5 separate regions of the Mus musculus genome follow, and regions 2, 3, 4 and 5 are each linked to region 1. Evidence: chromatin contacts called from public targeted proximity ligation data. All regions are on one chromosome and are shown on one strand. The core of a region is the stretch at or near the end of the contact, and the rest is flanking DNA. Distances in the headings are between cores, read along the strand shown.

Region 1 (3,117 bases), core at 271-2,770:
AGAATCACTGGAAGAAGGCTTCATTTTAGAATGAAATACTCTCATGCTTACATAATTGGAGAAGTCTCTAACTGGATGAAGCTGGCCTGCTTATGGTTTTCCTAAAGGCAGACAAACCTATAATTATGCAATCTCAGCAGCCACGCTATTCATTAGACACGTCATCTGTTACTCAATGCTAAAATGCACCAACAGCAATAACTCTTACTATTCCCTGCTTTGAAGCACTGAAAGAGCATTGAAGGTATATTAAGCAGAAATGGGTGACTTAGTGCTAGAATCAAACCCAACTTCAAACAAAATTTATAGGCTTTAATGAGAGGAAGATAATGGGCTGAGGCGGGAACAAATATGAATGTTGAAGGCGAAACCATAGCCACTGATGCCAGTTGTCCCGGTGTAGAAGAGCGTGGCAAAAGTAGAGACTGGTCTGAGAAAGGAGGGCAGGAGGCAAGTAAGCTGCTTTTATGGACATGGACTCTTAAGGAGGAATAACTTCCAACTTGTGGCTAAGAACTAGGTGACAAGCATGGCAATATGCTGTCTTTATGTAGCGCAGTATGGGAGCATGAGATATTTATTTTCCCCATTCAGATGCAGTACTATCCAGGGTTGACTCATGCCTGTTTGTTCAGTATTTTCTAAGCCACTGGTTGAAAAGCAGAAGCAGGTGGGGGAAGCAGTTCTTATCATGGCATATCCTTGTCCACCTGGTCATGATCAACAGAGCAACCCAACTGCCATTCCAGACCGGCAACCAGGTCAGTGAGGGAGGGGGGGTAAGAGGTACACTTCTGGACCTACTTATTCTAAACAGGGCCTTCCCTAACCACAGGGGTGCTGTGCCTGCAGCCCATGGAATAAACTTCCCTGAGGTCCAGCTCTGGGGGTTGGGAAATAGAGCTGAAAGTCACTCACAGTCTCTAGGCCTTTACTAGCCCAGCCTTCACTAAAACATCAAAATGTAGGCTTTGCCCTCCTTGTCTCTCCAAGCAAACCACATACAAAGACCTTGAACTTCACTACACCTCACATGGATTTCTGAGGTGCCCTTGTTGAAAGCTCCCTATGATCTCAGATATAAGGTCCCCTCTCTAACATCTCTCTACTGTCCAGAAGAGGACCTAGTATTCCAGCTCTTATCAACCCATAAAATCTCTTTACTTTTACAAGTAGGACATGTGTGCACACACACACTAGAGAGACACACCCTCAAGACAAATGTCACCTACTTATTCTTCCCACCTGCATATCTAATCAGCTGCACGGCTTTGTCCAGGGTCAAGCTGCTTTCTAAAGTTTTGTTCTAAACAAACAACAAGAAAACTGTGGGATCAGGTTAATTTTTCTATTCTACAAAGCCACACACAAGCATGTCTGAACAGAAACAACCAATTACATGGAGTTGATTAAATTCAGCAGCATGTATTTTATTAGTGACTTACCAAGCTAAGACAAAGCAGACATTTAGTGTTGCTAAGGATTGCTGACTGTGAGTCAACATGACTCACACACTTAGAAGAATCTGATAAACACGAAATGTCATTAAATACACAGACCATTTTGGCGAAGAAGAAGGATGGTGGCAAGGGTTGCCTGACTTTAGTTTAAATTCCTTAGACTAAATGGCACACACAGCCAGAAAAGTTTATTTTCTAAAGACTGGGAATAAGTTATTTCCAGATCTCTTTATATGAGAACTTGATTCTTCCATATTTTCTGTAAAAGACATTTACCTTTTTTTTTGAGAAATACAAACAGATGACAGTATAAACAATATTCTCAACTTCTGTGTCAAAATCAAACCAAAACCTGAATTCTCTGTAAACTCAGATCCAATTACCTACATCTAGTGACATCTATCTGTCTATCTGTGTGTCTCCTGACAGACAGATATTAAGCAATCTACACTCATCAGGAGTTGAATTTAATGACTTACTCAGTGCTTGAGCAATGTTTAATAGAAACTTGGTTACTTCTCACTACACTGAACTTCAAAGTTGTAATTATTCCTCCACACAGATATTAGTGTGGTAAAATTAAAACTGAATGCCCATGTTATAACTGCCTCCCACTAGAAGTAAGTGTGCAGTATCAGGTGTATGATATAACCAGTCAGCAGCTGGTTTCTTCCCAAAGTCCAGGAGAAATCCTGGAGGACTTTCCACCTTCCTGCCATCTGCCTCCCCACAGCCCTCCCATCACATAATAACCCAGACGTGGGAAGCTGCACACCACATAATTGAAGGGGCAGTCTGCTTGATTTCTTTCTTGTGGACTGTGTAGTCTTTGGAAAGACTGTTTCCACACCTCTATAATGGGTATCAGAATAGTACTGAAGGCTGGAGAGGTGGCTGAGTGGTTAAGAACACTTGTGATTCTTGCAGGGGACCAAGGTTCGATTCCTACCACCCATATGACAACTCAGGAAAGCCTATAACGCCTGATCAAGGAGATCTGATACCCTCGTAGGCCTCCATCAGCACCAGGAATGCATGTAGTGTACACTCATTTATGCAGGCAAATACTCATACCCATAAAAATAAAATGCAAACCTTTTAAAACAAGAAAAAGATAAAGAATAGTACCAAATTCATAAAGTTGTTAGCATGTAGGTACAGTGCTCAAAGAAGAGCCTGGCTTGGCATAAGCACTAACCAGCTATATTTTTAACTAAATCCATTACAGAGTAGATAGTTCATCTGCAAATATAACTAGTCCAAATCCTAAAATCATCTTGCCCTCAGAACTAAAAAGTTTCAGGTATATATTAACTTACAAAGCAACCAGCCGAACCCACAGAATTCAGACCTCAGTGAGAAGGGTTGCAGACACCCCTTTCCAAGTTCAGAAACTCCTTTACCTGCCAATGGTTACTGAGCACTTACTACACATCAGGCGGGGGAGATGCCTTAATGCAAGAACAGCAGCCACCACTACCACACGAGGCAAAGAACCTTAGCAGAAGGCCATGGCTGTTCACCACACTGGGGTGGAGGCTAAACAAATGCTTTCAGGGCTCCCCTGAAACTGACTGATTCAGAGTTGTCCTAGTCAAAGGAAAACATTGATGATGAACAAAGAAAGCCATGGATGGAAAAAATGAACAACCTTGAA
Region 2 (3,117 bases), core at 197-2,696, 250 kb before region 1:
GAGTCCAGGCCTCTCTGCCTCAGTAGAACCTGAGGTTATGATGAGTCTGAACCCCACTTTCCTGGTCTGCTTGTGAGTCAGACACAAGCTGAGAGCTGGGGACCCCAGTCTCCATCTTCTGCCAGAGGCGGGGTGTGTTCTGAGACCAGGAAGGTGCTAATGACTACATGTGGTTAGACAAGCCTGAGATACTACATGGCTGACCTGTGGGTCATGGCGACCAATGGGCTCTGCTCCCCACCACAGCCATCCTTTCAAGCTAATGAAGAGCACCAGCACTTCAGATCTGGCAAAGCTTCGAGCTCAGAAAGAAAGAAAGAGGGAGTGTGACAGTGGCCTTCCTCATCACCACACACCCATATTATAGTGAGGAAAAGGCGGTCCAGAGAAGTATTGCAACCTGTTAAAGTCCACAAAACAAATAAGCATGTATCTGGGGTTCAAGTCCAAGTCTGCTTGTCTTCTAGCCTTGCTTGGGATTGTCTGGATTTTGAGCCTGCCATTCAGAGACTTGGACTGCAAAAATCCATCCTATAGCCTCCCAGGCATTGCCCTGCCAGAGAGGCAGTCAAACTTGTGGCACAGATACTTTGCATGACTTCTCCAAGTCCTGGGGTAGCTAGAGACAGATCCAGGAAACTCACACTCTTTCCCTAACCCAAAAGACCAAATACATTCTTCATTTCCAGTGTCAGGGTGTCAAGTACCCCACCCATGCCACAGCCACTCAGAGAGGTCTGATGGTTTGAGCCAGGAGGATGCTGAGAATTCAAGACCAGACAGAACTATATAAGGAATGCTAACAGATACAGTGGTCTGAGCTACACTGTCAGACTATGAGAGAAAGAGGGGGTGGGAATGAGGGGAGAGAGAAAGAAGGATAGGGAGAGGGAAAAGAAGAAAAAGGAGGAGAGAGGGGGAAAAAGAGAGGAAGGCAGAGGGGAGGAGGAGGGAGGGAAGGAAGAAGGGGAAAGGAAGGAAGAAAGGAGGGAGAGAAAAGGAGAAAGGAGGGGGAGGAAGAAGGAGGGAAGGGAGGAAGGGAGGGAGGGAGAGAGGGAGGGAGGGAGAGGGGGAAGAGAGGGAGGGAGGAAAGAGGAGAAAATGCACGCATGCATACACACACACACACACACACACAAATTGAGCTTTGGCTGGCTTCTCTAGTTATATGTCTCCCTTCTTCAGTCCTAAAACTGGGAGTGTGCTCTGTGATGCCATCACTTCCTAGAAACACAGCAAGCCCTCAAGCCAGAGTCACGATGAGAAAGACCTCTGAGCCCTCATACCCAGGCCAGACTCCTTCCTCTTGGTGCTAAGGCAAGTCTGCTCTTGGGTCACACCAACCTTGGCCAGCAAGCTAATGAAGCAAGAATGAGTGTGCACAGGGGGCTGGCCACCAAGCCCAGGACTGGGCCAGGGCAGGAGCTCCGTGACTAGAAAAGGACACGAGGAGTCATTGCTGTAGTCACCAATCCAATCCAAAGGTCAGACCAAAGTACTGGAGCAGAAAGGCTCTGACTGACAAAGCAAAAGGAGGTGCCACCTCATCTGTCTCTAGATCCATTCTACAAGGTCAACCCAATGGCAACCCACCAACTAGCCCCCTCAAGAGAGCCCAGAAGCGGCTTGTACTCGGCTATGACTTCTGGGCCTCAGGTCTTGGTATCCCCTGGCTGAAAACCAGAAAAGTGTAAACTAAACCTTTTTTTAAATTTTTATATTTTTTTATTTTTTATTTTCCTTCTAGACAGGATCTCACTGTATACCTCTGGTGTCCTGGAACTCAGTATGAAAAACATCAACAAAATCAGCTGCTCAAAAAAAAAAAAGATGAAAAGATGTAGTCTTGCTGGTCTAGCAAGTTAGAACCAAGCAGAAAAGGGCAGAGTTCTCAAACCTGAAAGCCTGACCTGACATCTCACCATGTGAGACTCTAGCTGAGTGGTTCTCCGCCTTCCTAATGCTGCCACCCTTTACTGCAGAGCCTAGCGTTGCTGTGAACCCATACCATAAAATCATTTTTATTGCTGCTTCATAACTGCAACGGTGTTACTGTTATGATTCATAATGTAAATCTCTGTGTTTTCCCATGGTCTTAGACAACCCCTGTGAGTCATCGACCCTCCCCCAGGGGGTCACGACCCACAGGTTGAGAACCTCTGCTCTAGCCTCTTTTCAGTCTTGGGTCTCAGCACCACATTTCCTCCATCTGGCTCCTTGAGGAGACAAACTGATACAATCTATAAGCAGCTACAAATACACAGGCAAGCAAGGATTGATTGTTTCTTCTGATGCTCCTGTTTTCTCCTCCTTCTCCTCCACCTTCTCTTCCATCACCACCTCCTCCTCTTTATTTTATTTCTCTTTTTCATGTGTTCAAAGGGTGTTCATGCATGTAAGCAAGCAAGTACATATATCCATGCACAATCATGCAGAGGAAGATGCTCTTGGCCTTATTGTCTTGAGACAGGGTCTCTTACTAAACGCAAAGCTTACCATTTTGGCTATACTGGCTTGCCATAGAGCGCCCAGGATCTGCTTGTCTCCACCCCCAGTGCTGGGGTTAGGGAAAGCACACTATGCTCGTTTGTTTGTTTGTTTGTTTGTTTGTTTGTTTGGGCTGTGGAGTCAAACCCTGCTTGTATACCAAGCACTCTAACCCACTGAGCCATCTTCCTAGTGCTTTGTATTATTTATTTGTGCCCATGTGTGTGTGTTTAAGTGCAAGCAATAAGTTGGTTCTCTCTTTTCATCGCCTTGTTTTTGTTTCTTGGGTTCACCTTTTTTTTTTTTTTTTTTTTTTTTTTTTTTTTTTTTATGTGTTCTTGCCTGAGACAGGTCTCACGATGTAGACCTTCCTGGGCTGGAACTAGCTATGTAGCCCAGACTGCTCTCAACGTGACTGCTTCCATCCCTCTAATGTTGGGATTGAGCTCCGCTTCCCAGTGCTGGATTTAGGGCATACGCCACCACATCTACCACCACCACCACCACCACCACCACCCCCCCACACACACACACCCCTTGCTTTTGACAAAGGACCTCTCTTCTGTTTCTGCCACTGTGCTATTAACTCCAGGCTAGCTCACTCATGAGCCCTCCAGAGGTTCTCCGACC
Region 3 (3,117 bases), core at 369-2,868, 200 kb before region 1:
GTTGATACTTTGCAATAGTCTTCATACATCCTCAGAAACTCAGGTTCAGGGCACCTGCTTTCTAAATGCAGGGTAGTGCTCCCACTGGACATTATAGCTGTGCTCCCTAGGTTCTGCCCTTTCTCTGTGTACGGTGTTTGACTCCACCTGGCTGGATACAGTTCCAAGAGGCAAGCAGAGTAGAGGACCACTCTTCCAAGCACAGCTAAAGGGCTCTTGGGTGAGGAGAAGCTTATGGAAGCCAGCTTAGGTCACCACTAGTCAGAAACTGAACTTGGCACTCGTCCCCTGAATGTCCAGCTGTTCCAAGAACAATTTGCTTCCCCAAACCTTGCTTCGCAGTGTCCATCTCCATAGAGCTGAAGTGAGCTACAGCGTGGTGTTGCAACCCCAAGCGCCACAGGGAACAGCCCACCCATGGCTTGCATGCACCCTCCTCCGTGGCAGCCCCTCCAAATGAGCCTGGTTTCAGTTTGTCCTCAGGTGAATCATAAGCTGCCAGCCAGCTGTCAGCGCCCCTTAGCTTGTTTTCCTTGGCTGGCATTATACAGCCTCCCTTGACATGTGCTCGCTACAAGTCACACGCTACTTCAAAGACAAACAGATCGGTGGGGGAAATAGATCTGTAGCTGCAAGGACTCCTGGGACTCAAGCTGTCTTCTCCTTGTGAAGTGCCCAAGGCTGGCAGGGGATGTCACCTGCTTCAACACAGGCAGATAGGGACAGATAGGGACATGCTGTTGAGCTCATGTTTACTGTTCAGGAGGTTGACTGGAACTCTCGACTGAGCTCTGATGATGTGACCCAGGGCGAGCAACACTAGGATCCCCAACATGGCATTTGTCCGGCTCAGACTTCTCATGTGAAACTCAGATGCATTGGTCAGCACAAACCACTCTTTGTGGAAGTCAGAGCTGTTGGCCGGCCGCAGTGGGGGTGGGGGTGGGGGTCTAGCACGGCTTGATGGCTAGCCAAAACTTACTTCCTGCTGGAATCGGGGCACTGTCAAGGGACTTCTTAGTTTCAGTGCTGGGTAGGGCGTAGAGGGAGGGTTGTGGGAGAGCCCTGGTGAGTAGGGAAGTTTTGGGCCCCCAGCCCTGCAAGAACCCTCCAGCAAACAGCCAGGAGGATGTTAAGTGTCTCATTTTAAAATGCCTGTCTGGAGCTAGAACTTGGTAGATTGCTTACCTAGCATTCGTGAAGCCTGGGGTTCCTTCCAGTATTCCTAGTAACCAACTGTGGTGATTTCACGTGTCTTATCAGTTAGGAGGAGGCTTTTCAAAAGTGAATTAACCTCTTTCAAAACAATTAAGCAAATAAGGCACAGGCGACAGAAGTCTCATGGGGACTCTTGAACAACTGGTGGTCAGGAAGCAAAGTCTTGGAGACTTCAACACACACACACACAAATATTAACTGAGCCTCGCTCTGAGCGGGTGGGTGACTGGAGGTCTCCATGAAACCCGAGCACTAGCTTCTTCTCTCGTCTCTGACAGAAAGGATGCGAGGGAAGAAAGCATTGTTCTGGCTGAGAGTTTTATCAGGAAGTATCTGCCCCCCATGGCCGGGAAAGCACAACACTGGGAAGGAAGCAGGCCCACGTGCCAGTGACTCCTACCGCCCAGGCTGGATTGGGAAGTAGGAAACACAGGAGGGAACCAGAAAATACAAACTTCCCCCAGCCAGCCTCCCAAAGCGCTGTCACTGAGTGGGAACCAAGTGCTCCAACTCGGGCCTGCGCAGGAGACATTTCCCATTCAAACCATAACACCTTTGCGCTTCCACACGTCCAACACGCATGACACCAAGGTTGTCTTCACCAAGACCTCACTCGAGGCTGGGCCCTGGGAGATAGATGGGAAAAGATGCTCTCAAGAGAGCCATCAAGCCCACGCCATACAGTGAAATCTTACCTGGCCAAGAGAGATCCATCAATCAAATTGGGAGGGATTCCTTCAATGCATACGGAATTTTTTTAAAGCAAAACAAACAAACAAACAAACAAAAGACAAAAATAGAAGTTAAAAGAAGATGGGATATCCAATATTTCATATTTATCTAAGGATCTTCAAAAAAATAGATTTAGTGGCTGGGCGTGGTTACACATACTTACTTTTAATTCCAGCACTAGGGAGGCATATGGATCTCTGTGAGTTCCAGACTAGTTAGATCCTGCTAGATCCTGTCTCAAATCAGCAAAAAATTATTATTTTATTTTATGGGTGTGCTTTGTTTGCATATGTAAGGGCACTGTGTATGTTCCTAGTGTCCTCAGAGGTCAGAAGAGGGTGTCAGATCCTTTGGATCTGGAATTACAGGTTGTGAGCTCCCTTGTGGTTGCTGGGAGCCAAATCCAGGTCCTTTGTAAGCAGTAAGTACCCCTAACCACAGGACAGCGGCTCCGCATTCTGGCTCCCTTGCCTTCGAAGAAAAGGTCTCACTCTATAGACTTGACTGGTCTGGAACTCTTAAAGATCTACCTTCCTCTGGCTCCCAAGTGCTAGGTAGGATTAAAGGAGTGTGTCACTGCAGTCTTTTGAGCTTTTTCAGTTAGACTATCAATCAATCCATCTATCTATCTATCTATCTATCTATCTATCTATTATCTATGCAATAATATTTTTTTTAAAGAAGCCATTAACTTGAGGAGGCATGGGAGGGATTGGAGGGATGAAAGAGAGGGAAATGACATAATCATATTTTAATTAAAAATAAAATAAGCCAGGCGTGGTGGTGCACACCTTTAATCCTAGCAATCGGGAGGCAGAGGCAGGTGGATTTCTGAGTTCGAGGTCAGCCTGGTCTACAAAGTGAGTTCTAACAGCCAGGACTATACAGAGAAACCCTGTCTGGAAAATCCAAAAGAGAAAAAAGAAAAAGAAAAAGAAAAAAAATAGATTTAAGAAAAGGATACAATGTTTAGGAAGCTGTGTTTATTTGTGTATATTTGTGCTCTATGTGGCTCTATCAAGCAAATATGAGTCCATTCAGGTACAGCTTGATGTCACCTGGGAAGTGTGCAGAACCCTGGGCCCTATTGCCCCAGGAGTCTAGCTACTGGGCTTAGGAGTAGCCTGGGAGTCTGTGTTCTAACCAGCACTTCAAGTGGCTCATGAA
Region 4 (3,117 bases), core at 362-2,861, 160 kb before region 1:
AGTCAGCACAGCTAAGTCCTTCTTCTCCCCCTCTTCCTTGGATTCTAGGATACGAGATGTGTTTACTGTGCTTCCTGCCTAAAAGCCTCCTTTCTCATCTTTAAAAAAAATTAATGATCCATTCTTACAGGACCCTGGGCCCTGCCAGACTTAATTCCCCTGCTCTCCCTCCAGTGCAAGGCTGGCATGATAGCACACAGCTTCCCGGAGTTTTCGATCTTTCCATTCCTAGCTGTATCCTCTCACATCCGTGATCTACCATCTTATTCCAGTGCCCGATGCACACAGGCCTGTGGCAGATTTTGTGAGACCCTAGGTCACAGGATGCTGTGCTATCATCTATTGAGAGGACACATCAACATATTAATCTGCTTTTACCTTTCATCTTTTGTTGGGCATTGCAACGTTAAACACTCCAACTCACCAGTAAAGCTTATTATGTGACATCTTTCTTCTTGAGGAGCCTTCCTTTTTTCTAACTCGATGGGTCATGTCACCAGGTCAATCACTGCCAAGTAAGTAACTTCCGGTCAATTTGTTCTTCCTTAAGCATCGGTGAGGCAATGGCAAAAACTTGCATTATTTTCTTGCTCTTTCTAATCAGAAATGTATGACCCCACCCACAGCTACCATTTTATCCCCTTTTGTTTGCAGGCCTAGATAGAAGCTTTCGGTGATCTCCTATGGCTCTCCCTAACATTCCCCCTCAATACCCTGAGAGAGGCCTCAAGGAAGGAACCAACAAGTATGAACTCTGTCTCCCGAACGCCCTGTGCTTTTAAGAAAGCCACCCAAGTCTGAGTGGGCATTCACTGGCACAGGAACACTGGCTTGGAGGAAAACACCTGTCTGAAAAGCTGTTCTAAGGAAAAAGACATTTTATGCAATATGCTAGACATGGCATGAAATGGCTGTTCAGGAATGGTGGCAGTGACTTTAACCCCCCTGAACCACTTTCGACCACCTAGTCATGTCAGTAAGACCCATGAGAATGCTGTCGTTGGCAACTGTTTGGTGACTTCTGGCCTCTTCAGATTCCTACTCTGACTCCTCCCCACCCATCCACCCCCCACCCCCGTGCTCTAAATCAGTTATACACACTGCTTTATAACAGGTTAATGCATTTTTTTTCTTCTTTTGTACACCACTCTTCTCAAACATATGCCCATGGTCACTGTGCTTTGGACTGGCTTCTCAGACCTCATTTCCAGATGTCCTTGAAATGACAACTCTTAATGAAAGCCTTCCTGATTGAATAGAGGAAACTCCCTTGAGGAAACCAATTCTGTTCTGCTGTGTCCTGCCATCTGCTCCTGAATTCCCATGTGATCTGAGTGAGGTACTTCCCTTCTCTATATTAACTGGGCAGGCAGGATACATTCAAGCTTTTCCTAGCCGAGAGACTAGATTGTTGGTGCTAAAATATGTGGCTTCCATGCCTTTTCTTGCCCTGAGAGAAACTCATGAGCCTTTGGCTTTCCTTGATGTCCTCAAGGGCTGAGCCCATTATCTCAGTAAGTCCCTAGCACAGCACAACACACTGCTGCCCAGGACTAATGTGTGCATTTAGACAACAATGATCAAAGCACCTCCAGCGAGGCACCGACAGCTGCCACTAGATGACTCAGACCTCTCTGAAAAATGGCTTAATTTAGCAGCCTTTCAGTTGTCTGCAGAACAGACTGTGAGTAAAGGACACGGTGAACAGAACAGAACATCTTTTAACTAGCTTGACCCCACAGTGGCCCTTTAAGGTCAGGCAGCTCTCGATAGCACAGAGAGAGAAGCGTTTGCCTCTGCTCTTCAGCCAGTAGAGAACCAGGGGCTGGGATAACCTGGGAAGACCCTGTACTGGCCGAGTGTCTTCTGAACCTAAGGCTGGCCTTGGTCACTGACTAGCCCTGGGAGTGACTCAGGGAATTGCTTTCTCTTCCTGGGCCTGGAAAACGGCTGTGGCAATGCTCCCTAAACCTGGCAAACTAAACTACAAAGACGCCTCGGTCCCCTACTCCTAGGGCTTTGACTCTGATGGCCTGGCATGGGCACAGGATGATGTGTTTCCTGTATGGTTCCCTCTCAGGAGCAAGTGCTGCTGGCAGCAGTGTGTAGGATACTGGATTCTCCACCTGGTGCTCCCCTCAGACAATCCTGTCTCTTCCAAGGTCCCAAACCAATTAGATGACATGGTCTTCCGCCCTTCCTCTTCCCTTCTCTCTTTAGAACCAAACTGGACTGTTTCCAAGTACACTGCATGGTAGCTCACCACATTCATGAGAACTCAAAAGAAATTTTGAAATCAAGGACTGGTTCGTAAGACTCAAGGGTTCACTGAAGAGGCAATCTCCTTTTGACAGAAACCCAAGCTCAAGTGCAGCAAGCAGCTCCTTCCTGAACACCCATTACTTACCAACCAGGAACACAGAAGGCACAGGCCAGGCAGAGGCCTGCTCTCCAGCACATGGGGATTCTTCTAAAATGGGCACGGTGGCTGCATGTGGCAGAGTGAGGGGGCAAGAGGACTGCTGTGGGTTTGAGGCCAGGGTGGGCTACACAGAAAGTACCCGGTCAGCCAAGATTACATAGCAAGACCCGATCTGAGACAAAAACAGGACCGGTGAGATGTTCAGCAGATAAAGATACCTGCACCAAGCTTGGTGAACTATGTTTGAACCATAGGACTCCAAGTTTGGAGGAGACAACGGAACCCTACATGCTGTCTTCTAAACTCCTGTATGTAACACAGCATGCACAAGCCTCCCACGATAAAGAGTAAATGCAAAACCAGCCAACTAACCAACAGCGAAACACTACCTGTTCATCTGGATTCTCTTATCAAGAGCTTAACTATTCAGTGAAAGTCTAATCAGACTAAGAACCTGTTCTGTAATGCGAGCTATGATGCACTGAAAGCCAGCACTCTGCTATGCATAGTCTGCAAATTATCTAATTTAATGGAGACAACGCTGATGCTAGTGCTTTCTCTCATGTTTTTTTGAAAACTGGAAACCTCAGAGCAGGCCAAAGCTAAGCATATTTAATTCTACAAACCATACAATCCTATTACTGTGACCTTAATAGCGGATAGACTTATGGTAGATATTTCTAGGATATCTGTGA
Region 5 (3,117 bases), core at 172-2,671, 130 kb before region 1:
CAGTGACACTGGGGATAAGGTTTACTGTGGCTGGTGGCACGGGCTTCTCTTTCCCAGTGGCCTAACTGCTGAGGGTGTTGCTTGTTCCTATGTAACCCTGTCAAGTGGTAAATGGAGGAGAGTAGGTGACACAAACCAGAGGCAAAAAGGCAAGTCCCAAATATCTTATTCCTTTGCGCTTCTGAGCCTAGCTAATCATTGTGAGACAAAAATGACTTTTAAAAATGTTCAAATAATGTTACGACCTGATGCCAGTAGGCCATCTAAGACTGAAGTCAGTAGGTCATCTAAGACTTAAGCCAGTAGGTCATCTAAGACTGAAGCCAGTAGATCATCTAAGACTGAAGCCATCAGATGACCATCAGGCCTTCCCTGTAGCCAAGGTGATGTTGGTTAGGCAGGATGTTTACACTGTCCACAAGTGACCAGCTGGAAGGTTCTTCCACCTACAGTAACCTGTCCTCTAGGAATCACTCTAGCTGTCCGTCCTACAGGAAGCTTTGTAGCTCAGCCCTATCCCCTCCCCTGTTCTACTCCTGGCTCGGTCCAGGGCCCCTCCTGCATACTCATATTTTCCTCCACCGTTAACAGCAGCTGAATGTCACTGCCTCCCTCTGTCATGTACTTAAGTGTTGGGACAGTGTCCTTTGAACATGTGAATCACAGTGTCTTGTAAGCACTCAATAAATGACTGTCGAATGGGATAGTGCCACCCTGTGAGATAGCCCAGCCTCTCAGGTCATTAATGTGCCTTGTCACCTTTGATTTGGCTTAGCCTGAGATCTAAATGGCATGGCCTTGAAGTAAGTCAGTTCCTGCAAAAGAAAACTAAAATCATATGTTCAGATAACAATTTTCAAGTTATGTGACATTTTCTTAAATGAATGCTTGCTTTATAAATCAAAAGTGCTTCAGTATCAACACAGCAATTATCTCAAACTCTCATTATATAAAACACTGCAGGGGCAACTGTTCTTTTGGGGAGCTCATTTCTCGTTTGGAAAGCAGTGTGCTGACAAGTGCCTCCCCCTCTCTGAGTAAGGGACCTGGTGATGAGAAGCCTGTATCAGTCAGAATATTTAAGCCCTTTTGAGCTCCACTGTTCATGGACCTAAAAATGTAAAATGTTTGTGGGCAACACTCTATGTCTTTTAAAGGTTTACTTTTGAGATAGGTCACTGGGTGTCAACAGAGGAGCTATCAAACAGAGGGAGAACCAATTTGTTCCTTTTCAGTTGCATCGGTTATTTATAAAATACGCTATCTTTCAGCAGCGAGGGGGCGAGGGCGGCAGCTTACGTATCTCAGGAACAACTGTTACAGGTTATGAGGCTGGCCCTTTCCCATTGTCCTGTCTTAGTCCTGGCTGACTAACACTGAAATGAGGTATACAGTCATCAACAAGAGTCATTTAAAAAGCCACTCTGCTTACTCTGAAGTAATTCTGACAGGGATCTTACATTGGTCATAAGAGACCACATACCATGGGGTATAGAAATGAATCACGAGTTCTCTGGGTGGGGTCTAAACCAAAACAAGAAACAAAAGAAACCCACAAATGAGTTAGGTGTAGAGTCACCATTAAGAATCCCCGGTCATGCTTGATAGTAAGCCATTTAATTCATTTGAAAGAAACAATGTATTTATCTTAAATTCTGTGCACAGCCCTGTGTGGGTATGCAGGCGGGGATCCCCTAAGCAGGAGTTACAGGCGACAACAGAGTGAGATGTCTGACAACGGGAACCAAACCCAGAGCCTCTGCAAGAGCAATGTTTGCTCTCCTTTTAACTCTTCAAAGAGCCTTGCCCAGTTTTATGGGTGAGCAAAGTACCGTGAGGACAGGGTAGCTCCTAGAGCTACCTGGAGACTGAAGTGTAGCATCGGAAGCTCGGACTCAGACAGAACACTTGATTTCAACTGCTGGTTCCCACACTCACAACAGCTTTCTTAATCCCACCCCAGGTTTCCTCCTATCTGTGAAATGGGCATATTAATAGAACACTCTCAGAGGGCTGAGGTAAGCGTGAGTGAACCAACTTATAAAGGAGCTTGCAACAGTGCCTGGCATCCAGTCAGCATTAGTTTTGCAATTACCTGACTTCAAAGGCCAGGCTACTTCTTCCACATCAAGGGTTAATATTACAAAGCATTTGCATTCATATTCCGATACATGGCATAATTGCTTTACTTATTGGAAGCAATCAACGAAGTCTCCTAATTAAGGCATCCCACCCTCATTTTCACCGTGTGTCACTCTGGAAGGAATACTTTTATGAACAAGACACAGCGAATATAAAATTTCCCTAAACTGAGAAAAAGAGTTTCTACTAGGAAATAGACTAAGCTGCCAGACTCAGGGCATGGTCTACCCAAGGAGGTCACTTAGGGGCAGATGAAAGGATTGCTCCTACGAGAGTCTGGTGGTGGGGAGGAATGGGTGAGGGAAGGTCGGGGCTTTGCTGACTTGAGAGCTCCCCTCTAGACAGCATCTGTGAGAGGAGTGCAGCGTTAGTCACGGCACTGCACACACTCACCTTAGCTGGAAAGCACACAAGTCAGAATGGAGCAAGCAGCTGTTAATAGTGTGTGTGTGTGTGTGAGAGAGAGAGAGAGAGAGAGAGAGATATTGATTGATTTTAGAACCCTTATAGAACAGTGGTCCAGGAAAATGATAAGTTCATTGAGCCAGTGACTGTAGATAACAATGCTTGCAGAAAGGAAATAAGATACGCAGGCTCTAAACACACACACACACATACACACACACACACACACACACATTTTTTTTTAAAGTTTTTTTTTGTTGTTGTTGTTGTTTTTGTTTGTTTGTTTTTTCGAGACAGGGTTTCTCTGTGTAGCCCTGGCTGTCCTGGAACTCACTCTGTAGACCAGGCTGGCCTCGAACTTAGAAATCCACTTGCCTCTGCCTCCCAAGTGCTGAGATTAAAGGCATGTGCCACCACTGCCCGGCAACATATTCTTATTTTCCATATGAAATAAGAAAATCAGTACAGGTAACATTCCTTTTTTATTTCAATTTTGTAATAGAAAACAACAAGCAAAATTTCCAATGCATTTTTGTTCCACAGAAGTACATTTGATTCTTTTGTTACAGG

What was found.
Region 2: a targeted proximity ligation map of pancreatic cancer cells shows a contact between it and region 1. A contact is called at or near these places in 10 of 39 promoter capture datasets (the C10 cell line, the HPC-7 cell line, HPC-7-derived erythroid cells and 8 more), 9 of 484 Hi-C or Micro-C datasets (bone marrow-derived macrophages, colorectal tumor organoids, dorsal root ganglion neurons and 6 more), 17 of 130 datasets of targeted methods (the HPC-7 cell line, craniofacial prominence, double positive thymocytes and 12 more) and 1 of 9 other capture datasets (embryonic stem cells).
Region 3: a targeted proximity ligation map of bone marrow-derived macrophages shows a contact between it and region 1, with 4 times the contacts expected there. A contact is called at or near these places in 2 of 484 Hi-C or Micro-C datasets (Th1 cells and bone marrow-derived macrophages), 14 of 130 datasets of targeted methods (CD8 T cells, Th17 cells, bone marrow-derived macrophages and 8 more) and 1 of 9 other capture datasets (embryonic stem cells).
Region 4: a targeted proximity ligation map of pancreatic cancer cells shows a contact between it and region 1. A contact is called at or near these places in 6 of 484 Hi-C or Micro-C datasets (the C2C12 cell line, the N1E-115 cell line, adipose-derived mesenchymal stem cells and 3 more), 4 of 130 datasets of targeted methods (embryonic fibroblasts, embryonic stem cells, fibro-adipogenic progenitors and 1 more) and 1 of 9 other capture datasets (embryonic stem cells).
Region 5: a targeted proximity ligation map of pancreatic cancer cells shows a contact between it and region 1. A contact is called at or near these places in 15 of 484 Hi-C or Micro-C datasets (the 3T3-L1 cell line, the C2C12 cell line, LSK cells and 12 more), 5 of 130 datasets of targeted methods (the HPC-7 cell line, embryonic fibroblasts, embryonic stem cells and 2 more) and 1 of 9 other capture datasets (embryonic stem cells).

The regions. Positions count from the first base shown.
Region 1 is chr15:59,410,429-59,413,545 of GRCm38.p6, reverse strand. All of the region lies in intron 2 of Nsmce2 (NSE2/MMS21 homolog, SMC5-SMC6 complex SUMO ligase), which reads right to left. Among named protein-coding and RNA genes, the nearest start is that of Nsmce2, 38 kb to the right of the region's middle.
Region 2 is chr15:59,661,005-59,664,121 of GRCm38.p6, reverse strand. No RefSeq gene overlaps it. Among named protein-coding and RNA genes, the nearest start is that of Trib1, 14 kb to the right of the region's middle.
Region 3 is chr15:59,612,907-59,616,023 of GRCm38.p6, reverse strand. No RefSeq gene overlaps it. Among named protein-coding and RNA genes, the nearest start is that of Gm36677, 3.7 kb to the left of the region's middle.
Region 4 is chr15:59,566,200-59,569,316 of GRCm38.p6, reverse strand. The region is part of intron 4 of Nsmce2 (NSE2/MMS21 homolog, SMC5-SMC6 complex SUMO ligase); the gene reads right to left. Among named protein-coding and RNA genes, the nearest start is that of Gm36677, 50 kb to the left of the region's middle.
Region 5 is chr15:59,539,560-59,542,676 of GRCm38.p6, reverse strand. All of the region lies in intron 4 of Nsmce2 (NSE2/MMS21 homolog, SMC5-SMC6 complex SUMO ligase), which reads right to left. Among named protein-coding and RNA genes, the nearest start is that of Gm36677, 77 kb to the left of the region's middle.